Regions from separate parts of the Hordeum vulgare genome. Here region 1 is linked to region 2. The links are chromatin contacts, called in public Hi-C maps. All regions are on one chromosome and are shown on one strand. The core of a region is the stretch at or near the end of the contact, and the rest is flanking DNA. Distances in the headings are between cores, read along the strand shown.

Region 1 (3,491 bases), core at 795-3,294, 210 kb after region 2:
CCTAAATTTTCCAGGAAAAATTATACCTTAGTAGCAAGCTTCAGTTTACAAACAAGCGAGCTAGTAGATGACTCGCCCAGTCTCAAATCATATTGTGCTCCATAACCAACAGTAAAATAGGAGGAATGAATAGGAAGGGAAGGATCCTGCAAAACGAATAGAACTGCAGTCAACTAAATGAAGAGCTGCTAGTCTGTGATGAACTTGTTAAGCACTACTCCCTCTGTACCACAATACTTGTAGTTTTTTTTTTTTGAGATACACAATACTTGTAGTTGGGGGTACTTGTATTAGTGTTGCCCAACAACAAGTACAGTATTAAGGTACAAGGGAGTACTCCCTCCGTTCCTAAATATAAGTCTTTGTAGAGATTTCACTAGTGAACTACATACGGATGTATATAGACATACTTTAGAGTATAGATTCAATCATTTTGCTCCGTATGTAGACCCTTAGTGAAATCGCTTAAAAGACTTATATTTAGGAACGGAGGGAGTATTATGCAGTCTCTTCAAATCAAAAAAAAAAAAATATTTAGGCAAGTAAACTTGGTTACTTGGATCCCGGTTATGTATAAATCTACATTAATTCAATAACATCGCTACTTCCAAACCAATTTTTTGAAAGATTGCAATAGTTATGTGGTTGACTGGACCAGGAAGCTCAAGAAGCAGCAAAAACATAATGCACCAAACAGTAAGATAACAATACACCCGCAGTACTTGGCCTACTGAAACAGTGGTGCGTGTTTAAGAAATGTTTCCAAAGATGTAAGCATGGTGTTTGACAAGTTAACTGATTGCAATTTTCTCGTAACCAACATTGTATATCTCTAGTAGTAGACTCGAGAGGAAACACAAGAGGGAATGTATAAATATATACATCTCAATTCAGGACTCGGGACCAGGACACTGAAGAGAGATATTTCTATGAGACCCTGAATACATCCTAAAGTGATGTAAGAGGAACCAGCAATTCAGCAAACATATTGGTTGGAATATCAGGGGTTTCATGTAACGGTGTACAAATACACACTTGAGACTGAAATGAAATGCTTTCACTAAAAAAGATTGTTTGCCAAAACAAACTATTCTTAGATGGAAGAAGAGGTTTAACAGCACGGGTTTTGCTATTGATGATATTGGCACGAAATTATGTTGCAAGTGCACAGAAAAAAGGGAACTCAAATCAATTCGATTTGATGAGTAAAAAGAGATAGAAAGAAGACGCACCGTGGCATACTGTGAGATTAGTCTACACCAGGGCTCCTGGCGCCTGCTGCCCAGTGCCCCCTGGCGTTTATTGGATGTGGCCTTGGCCGACAAATCATTGGCCCTCTTCAACATGGCGGATAAATCTTTGCCAGTGGCGCCACGCTTTTGCCCTGCGCAAGCGAGAAAAATCATCAGACCATAAGCGGTCTGAAGGCCCCAGCCGAAAAGGGGCAGTCTTTGGGCGCCACCAGACCATAATCCAAAAGGGGAGACTCGTACCGTCCGAATTCGACGCCGCCTCCCCTGACCTCAGGAAGGCCTCCAGCCTGTCCATGGCGCCGGTGAGAGCCTGCAGGCCGGTGGTGTCCGGCGGTGCGACCGGCGGACCGGTGGCGATAGCAGCCTCGGACGCATCTGTCGCCGGCGCCGCCGTCTTGGTTGTATCCTCTTCGGCCGCCGTAGCCTGCGAAGAACAAGAGCGTTGTGTGATGAGCAAGATAGGATCAAGGCGGGCGCGGCGCATGCAGGGGGAGATCCGGACCTTGGCGCGCTTGCCGGGCCTGCGGGCGCCCGACGACTGGGCCTCGGCCCCCGGCGCCTGGTCCGCCGGCGGCGGCGGCGAGCCCTTGTCGTCGTCGTCGTCGTCCGAGGGGCGCTTGGCCGCGGCGCTCCGCCTGGTGTCGACCATCGTCCCTGGTCCCCTGTGGTGGGATCGGCGGGCGTGGAGAGGAGAGGAGACGAGAGGAGACGAGACGAAAGCAGGCAAGGAAGGAAGGAACCAAAACGTTTGCGTTGTTGCGTCGCGGAGAGAAAAAAGCAGGCAGAGAGGAAATTGAAGGGGCAAATATAATACTAGTAGTACGATAATAGACGGCGCCGCGGCGACCACCAATGATACGGCAGCGGCGCGACAGGTTAGACTGTGCTATCGAGGGTCGGCGCGCGATTTGGGGTGACCAACAGGGGCCTCCTGGTCAGTTTTATCTGCCAATATAGGTACCGTTGGAGGACGGTCCGGTCCGTTCCGTTCCGTTCCCTCAACATTGCGTGCGGAGGAGTTATTGGCGGTTACGTAGGGGGTTCATAACGTTAAAACGGGAAAGTTAAGTGATTCGATTCGATTTTAGAGCAAGTACAATAAGTTACAGTCAGCAGGCTGTAAGGATTAAAATACTATATTTTTGCTGAGTTGGATGAGAGAGAAGAGGAGAGAGAAGAGAAGCGGGCTCTTCGTAAAGAGCCAGCTCTAGCACGTGCTCCTAGGTGCTTTGTGAGGATGAAAGGTGGGCCATATATGACAAAAGTAGTACTCTTTTATAGCTAAGTATTGTACAAGCTAGCTATAAAACGGACTATAAGACTGCTTATAGCCAGCGATTGGCTATACTATTAACCATGCTCTTAGGAGCTCTCGTTTCGGCTCCCTGCCTGTTTCCGGACGTTGACCTTGCCTCTCTTTCTTTCTTTCGTTTTTTTACTTTTGCCACACAATACCGATTTTTTGTTCAAAAAGGACCCTTAACCGAGTCTATTTGTCGGAAAGGACCATCTCTAAACGAAAGTAGCAGAAAAGACCCTCACCCACCGTGGCGGCTCGCGCGCCAGGCGAAGCGCGTCACCTGCCGCCACCGCCCGAGGCGGCTGGGGCCTACCGCCACGACTCGAAGCGGCCGATAGGGTTTCCGTTATAGCCCCCGCACTCGACGGAACGGGCGCAGCTGTGGGGCCCTGCCGCCACCGCCCGAGGCGGCAGGTACTGTTTCCTCGCGCCGAAAGTGGCGCTGGCCGGCGCTCATTTGAGGTTGTCAGGAATCTATCACATGCTCATTTTTCCCGTCCATTATTTCGCCAGCAGGGAACCTCTTCACGCCATATTTTCCCGCCTACACATCCGCCTAAGCCTATAAAAGAAGGCACTGAAACACTCTTCGCCAGCATCCAGCCACACTTCGCCTTAATGTGTCACACTTCTTTCGTATTCAGCATGAGTTTGCCTTGTTTGGATCAAAGCATTAGGCCTAGGAAAATGAAGAGTGCGAACTTGCCTCGGGGGGTGGAAGTACTGCGTTGTTGGTGTGGTGATCTCTGCAAGGTGAACGAGATGACGGATTTTTCAGATTAGTTGGGCATGGAGTTTTTCATGTGCGCCAATTATGAGGAAGATCCAATCGTTGCTCCTTCAGCATACATCAGTCCTCCGGTATGTTTCAGTCATCAAGAATAAACACGTTGTAGATATTATTGTTAGCTTGATATATATATTTATATTTTTTTTGT
Region 2 (3,646 bases), core at 683-3,182:
TTAAGCATTCTCGTACAAGATAATCTCCATATCTTACACCAAATCGAGTTAACTATGGTTTGTTCCATCTCATTGGTATGTCTAAGTTTCCTTCCGCGTAGATGGTTCCATTCCACAAAACATGTAAGATCGAACCAAAAACATACAATTTTATGTATAACTCCAAGTGACGAAATCTGGCATATCATGTTTTTCCGCTTTTAGACTATTTGTTATCTCTAGTAGTGGACATGTAATAACTCCATGTTTCGTTAACCAGTAATGTACAAAATTTCTAGGGGTAGCGAACTCTATATAAGCACTCATGACATCTGGTTACCATTTCAAAACTATATGTACCAGTAAAACTATACACAAGAACAATCTTTCTTGAGAACACGAATAGGAATTTTACATCCACACACATAGGGGACTACACTTGTATATGCCTTTTGTCGCCCTCTTGCGATTCGCTATATCAAGCCTCGTTGCCGCCCCTCTCTTACTATCATATTTCACACCACAAGAGCTCACACGCACTATGGGGATGCGCATCTTGTGATCCATGTTGCAGGTGATTTCTTCTTCATTTTCTAGTGATGGGATGATCCCGGGGAGCGTCGTCCTTTTTTCTCCGATCAGCTTCATCACCAACGATTCGACGTGGTATCTTGATGCCTCATCGAACTGCGACGCCTTGCCTACTCGCGGTTGAATGCAATACTGCACCAATGATTCTGGTGTGTTGATCCTCTAAGAGTCGGTTTTGTACAATGTTGCTCGACTGCTCGCCACACGAAATCACAGGAAGAAGCACTCTAGCAAGCTGTGTCCTCATCATCGCGTCGGACGGCTACAGAACAGCAGGTATCTATGAACCATCCTTTGGAATCTGTCCATGACTGTTATTCATGTCCAATCTACCACCTAGGGATGTAGTTGACATGTTTGCTGCGAAGGATGCTGATGCATAGAAAAACTAATGAGTGTGATGTAGGTCGCGGTGAAGCCCGTGTCGGCGGTGGATCTCATGGTGGTGCCACCGATCTCGCTCAGGAGAAATAGCCGTGATGGATCGGGAAGCAGAGCTGACCCTACAAACCCTAATTGATAAGCCAACTCTAGAAGGTTTACAACTTGATATTGCCCATTTGGCCACATTTGGCACGATAAGCGCTAAATACCACTTGCCCCAGCTTCTCACTGGTCCATTTAACACTCACATTTAACACTTGACTTCTAAAACAACGCTCTTTTATTTGAATTTTTGTTGTAGAATTTTAGAAACCTTTACTAAAGTGAGTCATTCAAAGTAAGTTCTGATCTTGAAAAAAGTTTATAAGATTAAAAAAATCATGAAACTAAATAATGTTCAAGAATTGAAGAAAACTGCTCACTCATCCTTAAAAACTAGCAAAATTTGGAAAATGATTTGTTCTAAAAATTGTTCATCATTTAAAAAATGAATTTGAAAAGTCACAACATTTAAAGAGGTTTGTCCATTTTAGAAAATTGTACATGGATTTGAATAAATGTTCACGAACCTGAAAAATTTCAAGAATTTATAAATACTTCGCTGGTTTGAAAAATGTCGAAAAAAGGAAAACTTCTACAAATTTAAAAATTGCTCATGATTTTACAAAGTTCATTAAATTAAAAAAAGAAGTTCATGAGATTAGAAATAAAACATGTAAAGGAAAAAATAAAAAAATGAGAACGTAAAAAGGAAAAATAAAACAATGGAGAAAAAATATATCAAAGAAAAAATAAAAATAAGAAAAGGAAATAAACAAAACCCACAAACCCAAATGAAATCAGCCTAAAAAACCAGGGGAAGCTTCTAGAAGGTTCCCTAAACCAGTGGTGGTAGATGTGAACTATGGATCGTTCTGCTCAGAACATAGTGAAAGCAAAGTGGTCGTAAATTTGGCGCATCAAGCGCCAAATAGCATTTGTCGTCCTCCGTAGCGGTTAAAGCGCCAAGAGGAGAATCACCGCCCACAAGCCCCATGACGTGGGATGGCCCAAGATCCCCCGAGCGCTTGCTTTGCCTCATTTACTCACTCGCTCACGAGAGCTCATCTTTTTCTTTTTACGACAAATATTCTGCTGTTGCTTGCTGTCCGAGAAAATAAGTGTACGGTTTTACTAAAAAAATTGAGACAATATGGAAAATCAAAAAAGTTCAGAGATTAAAAAAATGAATTTGAAAATTCTTCATGAAATTTAAAAGAATGGAATTAAAAAAAAGATCATGAAATTGAAAAAATATTGTTAATTTCAAAAATGTTCATGAATATGAAAAAACATGAATGCCATCGAAAGGCATTCATGAATTTGGAATAACTTAGCAAAGTTGAAACAAGGCTTGTGAATTTTAAAAACACGAACATAAAAAAAGTTGACAAATTTTAAAGTACTGATTAATTTGGGAAAAGTTCACATATTGGAAATTGTTCAAACATTTAAAATTGTTCGTAAGTTTTTCAAAATAACCACGAAATAATTTGTTTTCATAAATTTGTTTTTTCAGAAGTTTTGAAAATTGTTCATTACTTTAACAAAACTTCATGAGTTATAAAAGTGTGCTAAAAATTTAAATACAAAAATAAGAAATAAAACAAGCTGAAAACCGAACAAAAACACAAAGAAAACAGTTTTTTGTTTGTTTGGGAGCTTCCTATAACCGGAGAAACGGAAAGCTATCATGGGCTGGCCCATCGAAAACAGCATTAATTTTTTGAAATCATTAATTAAGGAATTTACATTTCAAAGATCACTCTCACCTTTCCACATGTAACAAGTGGCGCACTGCATGCGCTTCACTTTGTCGCAACATGAAACTTTTCCCTTTTTTCATAGATTTATATTTTCAAAATATTTTATCTCCTAAACCGTGCGTCCAAATTTCGAACCGTTTTCATCGTTGAGTTTTTGCGCGGAGATATTGAAAAGTAGATCCCACGTTTATATATTTTGACGAACCTTTTTTCTTTCAAAAAAATCAGACCAAAAAAACCATGCCTCTTGCGATAGGGAAAAAACAAAAAACGTGTTTTTTTCTTTCACATAGGCATGCTCGTGCCTCCGATGAAGACAAAACCGTGCCTCTTGGAAAAACAAAATTGTGCCTTTCACGTAAAAAGAATTGTGTTTTTCCCTTGTCCTGGATGCAAGAGGATGCCTCTCATGAAGGCAAAATGGTGTCTCTCCACAAGCAAAACCGTGTCTCTTATGGAAAAAAAAGAAAGTGAGTATTTTTCCTTTCCAAGAACCACGAACGTGCCTCTCGCGAAGGAAAAAAGTGCGTCTCGCGGAAGCAAAACCGTGCCTCTCGCAAAAAAAAACAGAAAATACGACTTTTTTTCCGTTTTCGAGAGGCAAAAAAAAGATTTTTGCCCTTTTTGTGAAATTAGTTTTTTGTCAAAAAACTAAGGAAGACCGTGAAAACCAAAGCACCAAAAAAATTGGAAAAAACCAATATAAAAGGTCAAAAACACGTGTGGAAAAATAAAAAAGAAATCCGAAGGGAGCGTACAGAACGTGACACGTGACGGCAGCTGAGAATGCGCCAAGTGGCAGCGCGTGGGAGTTCTCGTTGCGAGGCTTCCGAAGGAACGCTCGCTAACTAGTGGCTCCCCAGATTTCCGACGTGTGCGCTCGCTAT

The links. A called contact is a pair of places that touch in the nucleus more often than the background predicts.
Region 1: a contact with region 2 is called in a Hi-C map of leaf, with 2.9 times the contacts expected there. The contact joins the promoter of LOC123448623 here to the enhancer-like site in region 2. A contact is called at or near these places in 4 of 6 Hi-C or Micro-C datasets (leaf and seedling).

The regions. Positions count from the first base shown.
Region 1 is chr4H:359,187,101-359,190,591 of MorexV3_pseudomolecules_assembly, forward strand. It overlaps LOC123448623, which reads right to left and starts at 2,045. Exons shown (of 28, transcript XM_045125576.1): 1 at 1,756-2,045; 2 at 1,494-1,677; 3 at 1,233-1,384; 4 at 27-146. The coding sequence starts at 1,902.
Region 2 is chr4H:358,973,834-358,977,479 of MorexV3_pseudomolecules_assembly, forward strand. No RefSeq gene overlaps it. Among protein-coding and RNA genes, the nearest start is that of LOC123448622, 120 kb to the left of the region's middle. Within about 2 kb of position 1,933, at least 2 of the 3 cell types and tissues checked have open chromatin away from gene starts, as enhancers often do. A contact at or near this core is called in leaf, where this site is marked.